Linked DNA regions of Mus musculus: regions 1, 3 and 4 are each linked to region 2. Evidence: chromatin contacts called from public promoter capture Hi-C data. All regions are on one chromosome and are shown on one strand. The core of a region is the stretch at or near the end of the contact, and the rest is flanking DNA. Distances in the headings are between cores, read along the strand shown. Region 1 holds the start of Luzp1 (leucine zipper protein 1). Region 2 holds the start of Eloa (elongin A). Region 3 holds the start of Zfp46 (zinc finger protein 46). Region 4 holds the start of Hnrnpr (heterogeneous nuclear ribonucleoprotein R).

The links. Promoter capture Hi-C pulls out the DNA fragments that hold promoters and counts their contacts. Capture Hi-C pulls out chosen DNA fragments and counts their contacts.
Region 1: a contact with region 2 is called in a promoter capture Hi-C map of liver, with 2.5 times the contacts expected there. The contact joins the promoter of Luzp1 here to the promoter of Eloa in region 2. A contact is called at or near these places in 1 of 39 promoter capture datasets (liver), 1 of 115 datasets of contacts at active chromatin or transcription factors (pancreatic cancer cells) and 1 of 9 other capture datasets (adipose tissue).
Region 3: a promoter capture Hi-C map of pancreatic islet shows a contact between it and region 2. The contact joins the promoter of Zfp46 here to the promoter of Eloa in region 2. A contact is called at or near these places in 1 of 39 promoter capture datasets (liver), 2 of 484 Hi-C or Micro-C datasets (muscle stem cells and natural killer cells) and 3 of 9 other capture datasets (adipose tissue, liver and pancreatic islet).
Region 4: a contact with region 2 is called in a promoter capture Hi-C map of pre-B cells, with 2.6 times the contacts expected there. The contact joins the promoter of Hnrnpr here to the promoter of Eloa in region 2. A contact is called at or near these places in 1 of 39 promoter capture datasets (pre-B cells), 1 of 115 datasets of contacts at active chromatin or transcription factors (embryonic midbrain) and 3 of 9 other capture datasets (adipose tissue, liver and pancreatic islet).

The regions. Positions count from the first base shown.
Region 1 is chr4:136,468,246-136,472,056 of GRCm38.p6, reverse strand. It overlaps Luzp1 (leucine zipper protein 1), which reads right to left and starts at 2,296. Exons shown (of 5, transcript NM_024452.2): 1 at 2,207-2,296.
Region 2 is chr4:136,019,254-136,023,317 of GRCm38.p6, reverse strand. It overlaps Eloa (elongin A), which reads left to right and starts at 1,669. Exons shown (of 11, transcript NM_013736.4): 1 at 1,669-1,767. The coding sequence starts at 1,693.
Region 3 is chr4:136,284,722-136,288,327 of GRCm38.p6, reverse strand. It overlaps Zfp46 (zinc finger protein 46), which reads right to left and starts at 2,261. Exons shown (of 3, transcript NM_009557.4): 1 at 1,847-2,261; 2 at 1,013-1,256. The coding sequence starts at 1,118.
Region 4 is chr4:136,309,548-136,313,383 of GRCm38.p6, reverse strand. Hnrnpr (heterogeneous nuclear ribonucleoprotein R) reads right to left here and starts at 2,442. Exons shown (of 11, transcript NM_001277121.1): 1 at 2,295-2,442.

The sequences.
Region 1 (3,811 bases), core at 1,047-3,546, 450 kb before region 2:
AGCTGACTTGACTTTTGAATTCCAGTACCACTACTTACTGATTATATGCATGAGCTTGGGATAGTCACTTTTACATTCTGACCTTCAATTTGCTCAACTAGCACTTCACAGGCTTGCAATGACTACGTAATATACTCAATACTCAGTATTATTGAATGACAACTCAACAGTATGAGTTTCCTTTCTTGGTCTTCAGGCTTTAAAAAAAAATATGGAGGAAGGCTAATTAACAAACAATCCATGTTATGGGAACTAGAGAGAGGGCAAAATGTTTAAGAACCCTTCTTGCTCTCCAGAAGACCAAAGTTCAGTTTCCAGCACACATGTCAGGCATCTCCCAACCATAGCTGCCTATAACAAAAACTTGAGAGGGATCTGGCCTCAGAAACACCTGAACTCATGTGAGCATTCCCATACACAGGAAGACAAATCTTTTTTAAACTCCATGTTATTAGTGGATGGTCAGCTGTGAACCTATACTTCCTGCCTTCATAGTCCAATCCATCCCTTACCCATCCCACTATTTCTAGTTTTTCAAACTTTAGCTGCTATGTTTAGAAAAGTGATTTAATTTTAGAAACCTGGAAAATTCTTCCGAGTAAATTGAGCAAAACCTTAATCTGCCCCAAGGGGAAATTCTGTGCAAAACAATTATTTCTAACAAGAGAAGAATTTTCTAAGGGGGTTATAGAATTTAACCACACAAATGCCACCAAAGCTGCACACAAAGTGACAGAAGGCAATCTGGAACATACTGTACAGATTTTCCCAGAGGAAATAGCCTCCCCTCATCTGGGGTTGCTAAATCTTCCTAGGTGATCTGAATTCTTCCCGGCTCTGTCACTAGTCCAGATCCTTAAGCCAGAACCACAGACAGCAGTTGGAAAAAAAAATAAAATAAAAAGGACAAAAAGAAATACCCTGAACAAACCCCAAATCTCAAAAATATCTTCCAAAAGGCACTGAGGTCCAGAGAGTTATTTTCTCCTGAATGGACAGAAAAGCCACCACGAGGCGCTCAGAAGCACAATCCTTTCCCCCAAGGTCATTCAAGTCATCGAAGGTGCGACAGAGAATCTGCAAGCTGCTCGGTTAAAGAACACTGCGGAGATTTTTTTTTTTTTTTTGGAGGTGTGTGAAGGGGGATGGGGGGGGGGGCTGCCTGCTCTCTTCCCCTCTCCCACCCCGAAGTGTGAGCACCCGCCTCGGCATTTCCGAAACAAGCCACAACAAGCTCTGCAGTGTTAGGAAAGGGGCTGACGCGATGAAGAAACAGATGCTCCATAGCAAGATGGGTCTTTCTCGGCCGGCTGAGGCTCCTGCGAGGTAATTAGCAGAAACCGCAGGCACCTCGGAGAGGTCCCCACCGGGCTGCGGAACCCACCAGCCCCGCCGTGCCAGTGCCCGTGCCCGGGACGCCGGCTTCCACCTCGCTAGTCGCCTGGCCAGCCGCAGGCCAAAAGCGGCTCCCGAAACCGCACTTCATTCCTGCGCTTCGGGAAGCCATGGCTCCCTTCCCTGCCGGGCCGCGGGGCGGGGTGCGCGCTGCGGAAAGTTCACCGCGGCGGCGGGAGGGGGCCGGCGGCTACCCGAGTGCCCCTGCAGATTCCACCATTAATTAGTCCTCGGGACTGTCGACTGGCAACTTAAACAAAGCGAATGCCTCGAATTCCTTCCCGGGCCGCGGCGGTCTGGCCCGCGAGACGGGAGCAGCGCGCCGGCGGGAGCCGCGCGGGCGGGCGGGCGGGCCGCAGCCCCGGGGCCGACAGCTGCGGACGCCCCGGGGCCGCCGCGGGCCTCTCCCCGGCCCCCCGCGCGTCGCGTCCCGCACACCGGCCGCGGCCCTTCCTGTCCGCTCACTTCCTTCCTCCCGGCTCGCCGCCCCGCGGAGCCCGGCGAGGACCCCGACGCCTCCCTCCCTGGCCGCCACAGCCGCGCTCGCCCTCACTCGGCGTCTCCCCAGTCTCCTCAGAAACGTCCCTCCCCCTCCTCAGGAAGAAAAAAAAATCTCTGAGTCTCTCCCTCCAACTCCAGCCACACTCTCTCCGGCTGGCCCACCGGAGACCTCCCCTTCCCGGCTCCGCTTCCAGAACCCGCGCGCACTCCCCGCCGTCCCCGGGACACCCCGGCCGAGACCCCCTCACCCCCGGCACACAAGCCGGACTCCCAGGCCGCCCGCCTCGCCACACTCCCGCCGCCGCCTCACCTCAGCGGCTGCGGCCCGCGCTCCCGCCGCCGGAGGATCCGGCGCTCCGCTCCCAGCGGCCGGCGCCTGCTCAGGCTCCCCCAGACTGACAATGAGGGGCGGGGCCTTGTGTGGCGTCAGCGCTCCGGGGCGGGGCGTATGCCAGGCCACGCCTCCTTTGGTCCTTTTTTTAAGCCCTCCCACTTCCAAGCCCAAGGTTTGAACCCAGCCAAGTTTTCATTGCCTTCCTAGCTAGGTGCCCCGGACCTGGGCTAGGCTCCGGAGGAAACCTGACTTGGAAGGCAAGACCGCGCTCAAAAGAAACGCTTTCAGAGACGTTGGGAGGGTGCAGTAAAATCGTCCATGCAAAGGGATTAGGGCCTGAAATGAAGTCATCGCTCAACCAAACACCTCTTACTCAGTGAGTGTGGAGAAGGGACTGGGCGTGGCTCAGAGGTCATGACTTCTAGTCCCACTGGCTCCACATTCATTCCTCAGGTGCTGCCAGGAAAGTCCTTTCCCATCTATATCCCTTACTTTTCCTTCTTTAAAATGGGAATCGGCAGTGGGCCACATGGTCTCAAAAAGTCCCCCCAATGCCTTCTATGTACAAAGTACTAGGGCCAAGAGAACCCCTGGGGGGAAGTGGACTTTGAAGGTAGCTCAGGACCTAAATCCTGCAGCGCACAGGCCACATTCAGAGACGTTCTGTGGGCGCCCTCCCACGCGCTGGCACCCAGCAGCCTGCACAAGCCGGGACACAGATGGCTAAGAGCTGCTTCCTCTCTGACTGCAGGAGTATGGCTGGTCTCTGGAGACGCCTCTTGTGTAAGCTCTTTATTGCCTATGGAACAAAGGCCAAATCCATGGCCTGGTATTCTCACTTCCTACCTTCATACACACGCTCTGAAGTTTACCCAAACTTCCCTTAGCACACCCACCGCTTTCCCACATCCGCCCTTCTGCTTGTCACCTCATCTCCTGTGTGCGTCCTCCTATTTCTCCCAAGGCAAAAAGACCAACCCTCTTTGCTCTCTGTACCTGGTGGCATTGACTCCAGCTCTCACAGGGCCGTGGATACATTATAACTTGTATCCTGTTGACCTCCAGCTGGGTGTGGCAGTGGCACATTCCTATCTTTAATCCCAGCACTCAGCAGGCAGGTGCATTGCTAGTTTGAGACAAGCAGGGCTACAAATAAGAAAACATGTCTTAAAAAATAATGCCATCCATGGCCATGAGCGCTGGTAGGCAAATGCTGAAGAGGGTGAAACAGGAGAATCACACATTTAGGGCCAACCTGGAGTACCCTTTGGGGCTGGGGATACAGTTCTGTTGGTAGAGCATTTGTCTAGTATGCACAATGCCCTGGCTTCAATCACAAACACTGCATAGTTGGATGTGGTAGCATATACCTCTAATTCCAGCACTCAGGAGGTAAAGCCAGAAAACTCAGGAATTCAACTGCAGAGACCGGCATAGTAGCAAATGCTTTTAATCCCAACACTTGGGAGGCAGAGGGCGGGCAGAGTTCTGTGAGTTCTAGGCCAACCTGGTCTACATAGTAAGTTCTAGGACAACCAGAGCTACATAGTGAAATCCTGTCTCAAAGAAAGAAAGAAAGAG
Region 2 (4,064 bases), core at 420-2,919:
TGGTCCCAAGGATAAAATTCAGCCATCAGCCAATTATCTGGTAAGCTCTTTAGCCACTGAGCCATCTCTCTGGACTCTATGTTTATAAAGTTTTATTTTTAGGGGGATGGTTTTTGGCCTGGATGTCAATTGGTTTAATCCAAGCACTCCGAGGCGGAGGCGGAGGCGGAGGCGGAGGCGGAGGCGGAGGCGGAGGCGGAGGCAGGTGGATTGTTGTGAATTGGAGGCAGGCCAAGGCTATATAGCTCAGGCTATATAACTAGTTCCAGGGTAGCCAAGGCTACCTACTGAGACAATGCCTCAACATTTATTCTTTCTTATTTAAAAGATTTATTTTTGGCATTCACCTTTAATCCCAGCACTTGGGAGGCAGAGGCAGGTGGATTTCTGAGTTCAAGGCCAGCCTGGTCTACAAAGTGAGTTCCAGGACAGCCAGGGATATACAGGTTTTTTGAGACAGGGTTTCTCTGTGTAACTCTGGTTGTCCTGGAACTCCCTCTGTAGACCAGGCTGGCCTTGAACTCAGAAATCCACCTGCCTCTGCCTCCCAAGTGCTGGGATTAAAGGCATGCATCACCACTGCCTGGCTCTTTTCTTTTCTTTTTTTCTTTTTTGGTTTTTCGAGACAGGGTTTCTCTGTATAGCCCTGGCTGTCCTGGAATTCACTTTGTAGACCAGGCTGGCCTTGAACTCAGAAATCCTCCTGCCTCTACCTCCCGAGTGCTGGGATTAAAGGCGTGCACCACCACGCCCAGCGGCTCTTTTCTGACAGAATCTCATGTAGTTCAGTTTGGTTTTTAATATATTATGACTTTTTATTCATTATGATTTAATTTATTTTTAAATGGAGCCAGGTGGTGGTGGCATACAACTTTAATCCTGGCCCTTAGGACGTAGAGGCAGGTGGATCTCTGTGAGTTTAAGGCTAGCTTCGTCTACAGAGTGAGTTCCAGGACCTCCAAGGCTACACATAGAAATCCTTTTTGAGAAAAGAAATAAAAAGAAAGAGAGAAAGAAAGAAAGGAAAGAAAGAAAGAAAAGAAAAGAATGTCACATGAACAGTCTAATAAAAGGGGCTGCTCTCTGATTTTGCAGACAAGGTGGTTAATAATGTGTTATTATTTTTATTTCTAGTGTTTCAAATTGCCTTGAAACCAGACAGCCTGGATTGCTTTCCCAAAATTACAATACCGTTAAGTTACTTTAAAATTACACGATTTCTTTTATTGCGAGGGTGTGTCACAGCTTGCAGGTGGAAGTCAGATAATTTACCTGAGTCAGTTCTTTCCTTCCACTCCAAGGGTCCCTGGAGCCGCGTCGGACCCTGATCACTGACTCCACCCACCCTTAGGCGAAAACGAGCGTATGACTGGAAAGGCGGTGCGTGAGAGTTAAAGCCAGAGTTTGGCTTGCAGAATACAGGCTTGGGGGCGTGGCTGGTTGCGTGGCTCTGGGTTGGGCGTGTCGGGGGCGTGACCTGTGCTGTATTCGACAGATCGCCGTGATATAGTGGGCGTGGTCTGGCGCGGGGGCGGGTCCTGAGGCCTTCCACACATACACACACCCCCAGCGGAGGCCCGGAAGGGACCATTCGCGCTTCCGTCTCCGCCGGGCCCTCACGGAGGGCGGAGTTGCGGCCCGAGGACGCGACGCGAGCCCAGTTCCGGCGAGGAGGCCGCGCCAGTGACAGCGATGGCGGCGGAGTCGGCGCTCCAAGTTGTGGAGAAGCTCCAGGCGCGCCTGGCTGCGAACCCGGACCCCAAGAAGGTGAGCGGCGGGCGGGCGGGCGGCGCGGGCGGGCGTTGGGCGCGGCGCGGGCCCTGTAACGGTCGCGGGCAGGGCGCAGTGGGGTTCTCCTCCGACCCGGAGCCAGGCCCCACGGAGCGGCGCGGGGCAGTGGGGAGTTCGCGGCCGGCGGGCGCACCCCGGCTGGGGGCTGAGGACTGGAGGGGCGGCCGGGCCTTGCGGCTCTCCCCGGGGTTCGGGCAGCCGCGCCAGCTGTTTCCCCGTTGCAGCCGAGCGACTCCGTCCGCTGCTTGGGGGTCCTGCGGCTCGAGGACCCCTGTGCTGTACCCTGCCCTTTAGCCGAGAAAACGGGGAACGCCTTGGGGTTTTTCGAGCTCTGCTCCTGGAGCTCGGGTCCTGGATGAGGGCGTGAGCGTGTTAACTCCGCTCTGACATACTGGAAGGTGGGACCAGGCTGTGATGAGCAACCATGTTTAATTGCACTTAACTACTTTGTTGCTCCTTTTTAGAAACTGTTACTTTTTAAATACATTGTATCCCCTCGCGGTCCCCCGGGTGTCTAGGCTTCTCTGAGCTCTACGAAGAGGGTATGGTGGGAATTAGAATCGTTTTCACTGTAGTCTCTAGCCGAAAACACCAAAGGGTGTGACATGGCTTGTCAGCATTCTAGCCTGGGCCTGAGGTTCCTAAAAGGTGAAGTGTCCAGCGAGCTGAGTGGAAGAGGAAGTGGTGGAGGGAGACAGCGAGCGGACTTACACATGCAATCTAGGTTCCTAGCCAGCACCAGCTCGGGACTTTGGAGGAGTTCTCTGCTCGACCTGTCCCTTCTCTAGTTTCTTCCTGAAATACCAGCTAGACCCAAGTGCTCTTTATAAGTGTTAATCACCATCAGAATTTCCAGTCAGGGACCCCATTCACTCTTCTTGTTCCTAGTTGGGTCACTACCTCTCAACCTCCGGGCCACTTTTTAACTACCCTCCTTTAGCTCAGAGATACACTTCTTCAGAAGCTGTTGTTATAAGTCAGCGAAAACGTAAATGTTTCAATTGTCTTGTGTTTTACTTTCTTTGGAGGCCTTGGGGACCTTTGGTCAGACATATTTACAAGTTCTTTTTACAATAACCCTTTGTGGGCATCTAATAAATGGTCATTATTTCCAAGTCCCAGATTGTCTTTCTGAACACTATAAGATTTGTGACTGACCTTAAAGTAACCACCCTCATTTTGTTGTTTCTGCCATCAGGTTAAAAAAAATAAAAATCCTCCATGTAATATAATATCTGTAGGGTTTTTTTCCCCCATTAGAATTTAAATTTTGGAATGGTCTATTTGTGCATGAAATGTCAAGTTAGAAAAAGGTTAAGTAAATTTTCTTAAACTCCTAATAATTATTTAAAAGGGTGTTTGGTGGTTTTTGTTGTTGTTGTGTTTGGTGTTATTGGCAGGGACTCATATGCTAACACTAGTAGGCAAGGCCTCTACCTCTGACAGCCCTAATTTGGCTTTTCATTTCCCAGAGAGAAAATTACCTTGGGGCTGGGGATGTATTTCAGTAGCAGCTATGTGAGCTCTTGGCTTCTGTACCCACTGGGGAGGGAGAACTGAATGTGTTGTGAAGAGAGAGGTGAGGAAACTGTTGAGAGACCCCTGTGCAAAGGACCTGAAACGTTGATATTCAGAAACACGCTGACTGCAAAGAGAAAATTGCAAGCCTGCACGCTGGCTTTCCAACCTCCTTTTAACATAGCAAGCTCTCACAGGTTTGTGAAGTGGCAAGATGATTATAGAGCAGTATTGAATTTGCAACCAAATCTTGCTTCCAGACCATTATTAGCCAAAAGGCTGATTCCACACCTGTGTTTTTGGGATTCCTGCTATTGGATTTTGGTGTTTTAAGTGTAAATTAACTATGTATTCACTCTGCCTTCATCTAGCCTCTAGGCTCACTTGTTAGAGACCTTACTGGGAGATGACTTAGCTTTTGCTCCTATCACTGGATTGGAAACAATTTTCATGACAGATAAAGTTAGCAGTCCTTTATCAGGTTTTGAGTGTAAAAACTATGAAGCCCATAGATTGGTGGTAGGTGGAGAATGAGGGGGTCACTGCTGGGAACTGGTTAGCTCTAAGACTGGAAGTGGAGAACCCAAGATTCCTATGTATGGGACTGTGTAAACTTTTGTTATTTCTGTCATCTGCTACCAGTTTTTGCTGGGCTACGTTGGGTTGACAGCGCTGGTTTCCATCTACTTGAGGATATCCATAGTCCTCTCTGCTTGTTGTTGCTTCATTCTTGGAAGTCACTGACTGAAAACTGG
Region 3 (3,606 bases), core at 1,012-3,511, 260 kb before region 2:
TGGACACGTGTATATGAAAATGTCAAAATGAAACTCATTATTAGTATCACCTAAAAATGAATAAAAAATAAAAAGAAGACTCCAAGGAAACTGGGACATCAGAGAGAGAGAGAGTCCAAGCAAAGAAAACCTGTCAGGTCGCCTTCTGTTCTGAGAATAAAAACATTTTAAAATATCTCAGTCCTATGTCTGGCTGTATGCCGGACTGAGGATGAAACCCAGGGCTTCAAGTCTGCTAAGCAAGCGCTCTACCAACCGAGCTGCATCTGCAGCCTCACGACTTCTCCTCTGAATAGGATCTGTGAGCTGACTATTCAGTGGTTCTTCTGAAACAAGACTGGGGCTGGAGAGATGGCTCAGCAGTTAAAAGCACTGGCTGCTCTTCTGAAGGTCCTGAGTTTAAATCCCAGCAGCCATATGGTGGCTCACAACCATCCGTAATGAAATCTGATGCCCTCTTCTGGTGCATCTGAAGACAGCTACAGTGTACTTACACATAATAAAAGGAAAAAGAAAGAAGACACACTTGAAGGATGATCGCCTCTGAAAGATCTCTAGACAAGAACCGACCTAAAGTACCTGAAGCAACGCTGCAGCTATGGAGCCAAAACAAACATAGAAGGGAGGTTTCTGTCCTCCTGTGAACCCACCTCAGAGCCCTCATCTTCCAGCGCCCCAGAGAAAAAGCACCATTTATAGGGCATTTATGTCCTGGCGAGCACCAGAGTGTAAGACCTGTTTGGTCAGTAATCTGTACAAACAGGCCACAGAGCCGCTAATGACTCAGGGCACGAGAATCCTCAGAGTCTCGGAAACGGCAGAAACTTTACTTTTCATTTAAGACTGGGAAACACGGATCTTCCCACACTTAAAGATTTGAATGAGCACCAAAGCAGGTAACTAACCGTGTGGTTTTCCTTAACAACAAACAAGGCTGTATCGAAAAGACCTAAGCCGTTCTGACAGTTTCAAAACCCCTAAGAGGTAAGACAAGATAAAAGTCCTCACTCACCCAGTGAGACAACATTTCCGTAATTCTCCTGCATCACATCCCTGTAAAGATCTCTCTGTGTAGGATCCAGAGGTCTCCATTCTTCCCGAGTGAGGTACATGGCCATATCTTCAAATGTCACAGGGGCCTGAAATCACACAACGCTTCCTCACTACTTGGTATCTAGGAGTTTAGAACCAGCTTTTCTTCTTGAAATTAGAGACATGGTTAGAAATGTCGAGAAGGCAGTGGCATTAAGTCTCATCTGTAGAGTCCGAAGGAAAAAAAAAATAATAAAGAAAGAAGAAAAAAAGACATGTGGTCAAAAGACAGGGGCAATCTACTAGCTTCCCGCTCAGGCCGTCCCTGCCCACTTTGGACCCTTACATACAAGGCTCTCCTTTTCTTAGACCAGTGAAATTCTCGTCTTTATGGCCCAGTTCTAGAGCCAACTGCTGTTCTGTTTCTCCCCACCCTTTATCACTCTTCGCTCCATCCTTGGACACCACATCTAGAATTAACCACTCCTCGACTTACTATTTCCCACACCACAATACGTCCTTGCTCAGGCCAACAGAATACTTACCATATCGCATCCAGGTTAACCGGACACACCGTTCTCCCTACAGATTGTTGGCAAGAAGGGTACCACCCATCTTGTTTGGTTTTATTCTCCTCAGTATTTAGTCTTACAGTGGGTGTTCTATATATGCTTGTATATGGTTATATTAGCCAACTCGAAGCCCGTATACTAAGCAGAATAGCAAAATGAGCTTATCCCAGGGAATTTCCTATAGGGGTTTGCAGACGGGGAAACACCGGGCAAGATGGGTAAGCAGAGCCCTCGGGGCTTACCTGAGTCCCAGACATGAGCAGGGTGGCTGCCATCTCGGGCTCAAGCGTTCGTCTCCTGGGAGAGAGAGAGCAGGAAAACCAGCTAGCAGACAACGTTGAAGGAGGCGAAAAGCAGGACGTGAGGCGCGGCAAGAGGCCCTGCCCACTACTCCCTAGGGCTGGAGTTCTGGTCGCAGGGTATGAGGGGAAGGCCCAGGACTGGTCACTCTCCTCTCTGACTCCCGAAGAGTCACCCACTCTCCGTGTCTCGGTTAATATCGAGTACGTGCAACGTTAGGGTAGGAGAGGGCAGGCACTGGCTGGGTGCCCCCTAGGCTGGGGGGTCAGGCCGATGCAATTCAAGGGAGGAGGCTTTCAACCCAGCCCATAGAACGCCTCTGCTCTGCCATCTCCGGGCTGGGACCTTTCCGGCAGCAATCCCAGCCAATCAGCGAAAAGAAATCGTAAAATATCTGACCAATCAGAAGCCAAACCATCAGCCCTCCTCCTGCGGCGTGGCCGGGTAGCTCCATCACGCGTGCGCGCACCTCGCGGCCTGACGGGACTTGGAGTTTCACTCTGGCGTACAAAGGCCACTTAGCAGCCAAGAGCAGGGGAGGGAAAAGAACAAAAGGGAAGAGACAGGACCGCGACCTTCAAGACCAGTGAGAATACCCCCACACATACTTTTTTCTCGGAAACCACAGCACGACTCAGCAAAGGAAGCGTCTGTGTTTTTTTTTTTTTCTCATGGCCCTACGACCATCTTTGAGTCATATATTATCCGCGAGGTTAGATTGAGTGTGGAAGCTCGGGCTGACCTCAGCTGAGATCACCCCTCATTTGACAGCCCAGGCCAGAGCGGGAAAAGGCTTCTTTTCCCTCCCTTGGGAGACTCCCTGGCCGGGATGGAACTTTGGGCCCCGCCCACGGACTCCCAACACCGCCTGAAGCTCTCGCTTTCTGGATACTGAGAACTACAACTCCCAGTAGGCCTTCCGGCAGTCACAACCCACCCCAGACTACATATCCCACGAGGCCTCGCGTCCCCTGTCCGGTGCTGGAGTGCTGTCCGCGGCCCGGCCCAGGGTGTTCCAACGTTAACCCTGTAGGGAGCGTCTCGAGCTCTTTTATAGAGACGGAGCTCAAGTGCACCCATCTAAGTCGCCAAAACATTGAAATCAGAAGCGGGGGGGTGGGGTAGGGTGTGTAGGGAAATAGCTGGCCCTGGAGTGGGAGACTCAGGGACTTGGTACTCTTGAGGGTGTCTCTGCTGAAAGGAATCTTGGAGACCTCCCAACATCATGAAAACCTTAGGCCTGCGACAACCTGGAGTCCTAAGGATGCTAGTAGTCTCTGTTTCAAAGAAATCACAAAACCAGATTAGGACAGAACGGACAGGCTTACCTCCTGGTCTGTGGTCGCTGGCTCCTCAGAGATCTAAAGAGGCCTGACGTTCAGAAAGGTTCTAGATATCACCAGCAGATTCCAGAGATCTCAGGGCCATGAATAGAAATCCGAATCCATGGATTAACAGGCAAAGGGCAGGGTTTGGTTGTAGGATGAGCACAAAGCTTCAAGACTGCAGAGACTGTTCTATAGCTCCGGGAAACAACAATCTCATAAACAGATCTCCGAGGCCACAACAGCTGGCCAAGAAACATCAGCGTTGGCTATGCTGCATTCACTCAGAATCCTCCAAATGGAAGGACTTGTAGCCTTTCCTTTCCCTAGCGGGGATGAAGGAATTAGACAATGGAAGGCGAGGGCTAAGCAAAACA
Region 4 (3,836 bases), core at 1,193-3,692, 290 kb before region 2:
AATTTTTCTTGTCAGTGAAAGAAAGTTGCAAAAAATACTGAATAAACAACTTGCAAAAAAAACTTCACAAACACTATCTAACTGGCCTAAACTTTGTCAGGTTTCTCAGATTAACCTACCAAAATCATTTTGTATGTTCAGCCTGTATATAATGCTGAAATGGACCAATTCCCTGAAGAGAGAGTAAATCACAAAAGCATACAAGGCCAGTCTACACTACCTCAAAGTCAGGGCATTAAGTGTGTGCGTGACATTCCATGTGATGAAGAGAATGGGTGGCTCAAGAGATGTCACAGCACAGAGGTAAAGGCAAGATGAAGCTGGGTCTCACGAAAAAGCCTACTGTCCCTGAAGACACAAGATAGAAACCACAAGTCACCCTCAAGCACTATAGCTTAAGATAGCCAATCCATTCCTGATCAGTCATCAAACACTGTGCAAATGCTGTTTCCTGACACAAAACAACTCTTCATTTGAACATCCACTGATGTCTAGTTGAAGTTAATGAGAGGAGAAAGAGGAAGGCAATAGTAGAAGCAGAGTGTGAAGGGTGTTACTCTGAGAATGACCTGACAGCTGCATGACTTCTCATCACAAAGCTCTCACTAGTCCTCTAATGTCTACAGAGACGCGACTGTACTTAACGATGTATCTCAAGGCAAGCCTCAAATTCTGATGAACTAGCAAAAAATAGAAACATCCAAAACTGGCACAAGAAACCACTATACTAGCACGTAAAATGTAAGATGAACCTTTTTACTGATTAAAACAACCTAGTTCTATAAAGAAGCATTCTAAAATCCAAAATCTTTCTGTGGACATACATTTGTGCTTTCCCATTCCTCCCCCACAAACACTATACGAAGATCACAACTCAAAAGTTCTGTAACAAGACCTTCATAGCACTGCACCTATGAATACTATGTTACAGGAGAGGAAATTAACTGAGAAGTTCGATGAACATCTGTTAAGGTGGAGTGTTTTTGAAAAGTATGCGTGAAGCAAAATGACAAGTTATGTATTAAGCACAAGACATTTATGACTACCATTGATATCAAAACTTTTAAAATGTTCAGATTTTGTCAACTTTAACCTAAAAAAAAAAAAAAGGTAAAATAGACTCTAGGAAATAAATCCTTCGGATCAAGAGGGGGGATTCAACAACAATGCCACACAGCCAAACCATATTTCTGGATGCAGCAAATATTCTAACGTGACTGGAACCCTTTGACACAAACATTTTTGCAAAAAAAAGAAAATTACAAAATAAAGTCATTTAAATAAGATTTATAAGGACCGCTGGGAGACTCGGGAAGTCAGTACTAGCTTCTCCCTGACTTGTGGCGAACATCTCTAAGCAAAATGTTGAGAGACGGGCTTTTAAAAGAACCAAGGAAAGCTAACGGTTATCTCACAGCTCGGGAGTATCAAGCCTTTAATCACTACGACTGACTCCTGACACATTCTGCTTTTAAAGGGCAAGGGGGGGAAAAATCCCAAACAGGTAACGAGAAAGGACTGAACCTTTCAAGAACCCCTGGGCTTTCGTCTTAAAATTCTGGCCACATGGCTACTACCGTGTAAGAAAAAGAAGCGCTTTTCCAAACTGGAGCGCCTATGACATTCTCAGAATTACCTAGCTCAGGCGCCGCTCGAAACCAAGTGTCACGGCCTCTTAGTAGTCATTTTTTCCTTCAAATCCCGGCTCGAAGCATGCAGGTTGGGGATCGGGCGGGAGGCACCCCCCATACCTCGGCCCCTCGGCTCCGACTCCCGTAAAAGTTTGCTCCCGGCTCAGGTAACCCTGGGACTTGCACCCCGCCCTCGGCTCACCCCACCCCCTCGGGCGCGACCCGGTTATCAACACATCCCACAGGCCGCCGGGCGAGAGGCGGGCCAGGCCTGACCGCAGGCCTCGGGGGCAAGCACCGGGGTCAGGGGGAAACGCCTGAAACCCTTCGCCCGGACCGGGGCCGCGGACAGCGGCGGGCGGAGGCGGGAAAAAGCACCGCGAGACCGGCAGGCCGCACGGAGGACAGCGGACCGAGGGACCGGGGCACCGGAGGGGCTGAGAAGGATGAGCGACAGAGAGAGGAGGCGCCGCGGCGGGACTCAGGCCCGCGGCTGCGCGGCGGGCCGGAGCAGAAGCCGCCCCCGGCCCATCCCCACCCCCACCCTGGGGCCTCGGAGCAAAGACCCAAACTGCAGGCCAGGGCGCCGAGCCTGGACCCGGCCGAGTCCGGTCAGACCGGGACTCCCGGCCCCTCCCCCCCACGGGCCAGCGCGAGACTCACCAGGGCAGAGCTGGGGGCTGGCGGCCTGGCCCGTGAGAAGCAGCGCGAGGCGCTTTGAAAACGACAAGAAATGGCGCGCGCGCCACCCCCTCCCCCCCTCGCATGGACCGAGACGCGATCCCGGCAGCACGCGGGGTTTCCCGGAACTGCTTCCAGGGACTCCGTGCGGCCGACCAATCGGCCCACGAGACCGTATGACGGGCAGCTTGACGGGCCAATAAGAGAGAGGGGAAAGCGGCCCTCACGTCGGGGACTCCGAGGACCAATCGGTGTGGCCGTCGGGCTGAGCCAATGAGGGGTCTCAGCGCCACTGGCTGCGGCGCCTCCGGGGCGGGGGCATGCACACAAAGGGGTCTGTTGGTGGGAGCCCCTGGTAGTGGCGAGGCTGCGGGGCAGCGGGCCTTGCGTGGCCGAAGCTCCTCCCTCTTCTTCTACCACCGTTAAGAGGTTGAAAAATCTAGGCCTCCCGCCGCGTGGCCACCTCCGGAGCCCCGCCCCCTCGGGTCCCGGCGGCCACGCTCCGCAATGGCGCTGCTACCCCGCGCCGGAGTCCCTTATCTCCAATCCTCCCTCCCGCCGTTCTGAGCGTTAGGTCCCGAGCACACCCCATTCGCCACACGCTGGGCTCCATCAATAGATCATCTTGGCTCTAGTCAAAACACAACTTCAGGGTGACTTGACTCGTGTCGCTGGAGATTTCTCTGTAGAAAAGCATCCCTTAGAATGACTGGAGAAACTGCCTGTTTCCCTCCTTGGCTCTTCTCCTCACAGAATAACGTGGATCTGACTCAAGAGTGACGCTAACAGAAAGCAGGGACCCTTCGGAGTTTGGAGACTAGAGTAGGTAGGGTCACTGGATCAACGACTGAAAGCCAGGCAAGCGGGCAAAGGGTTCATTTCCAAGAAACTAATACCTGTTATTCATAAACCTCTCACCTGTCACTCCTGTCCCAACACTACCTCAGTGAAGAAGGTCAAGGGATCTGCTTCCAAACATATCTGGAGATCATGTTTCTCAAATCCTATAAACCAAAGTTTATTGTTAGTCTACCCATGCGTTTTTGAACGGACATGTGCAAAAGTGCACTTGATACGAACTTGATGGCCAATGTAGTAGTGCTGGGAGGTGGGGCCGGTAGTGGGAGGTGTTTCGGGCACTAGGACTCCACCCTCAAAGCATTAAAGCCGACTGATAGGCCTCCAGGCTGTGAGTTTGATGCCTGACTCTAGATCTTCTCTGCATCTTTTGCGCTTCCAGCGTAGGGAGACGGCCCTTATCCCCGCGTGCTCTCAATGTTGGACTTCCCTGCTTCCAGAACTGTAAATTGTAAAGCCTGTCCTAGGGGCTGGAGAGACGGCTCAAATGCAAGTTTAAAATCCTGACTGTGGCCCGGCAGTGGTGGCGCATGCCTTTAATCCCAGCACTCGGGAGGCAGTCAGGCGGATTTCTGAGTTCCAGGCCAGCCTGGTCTACAGAGTGAGTTCCAGGACAGCCAGGGCTATACAGAGAAACCCTGTCTCGAAACCCCGCCCCCCCACAAA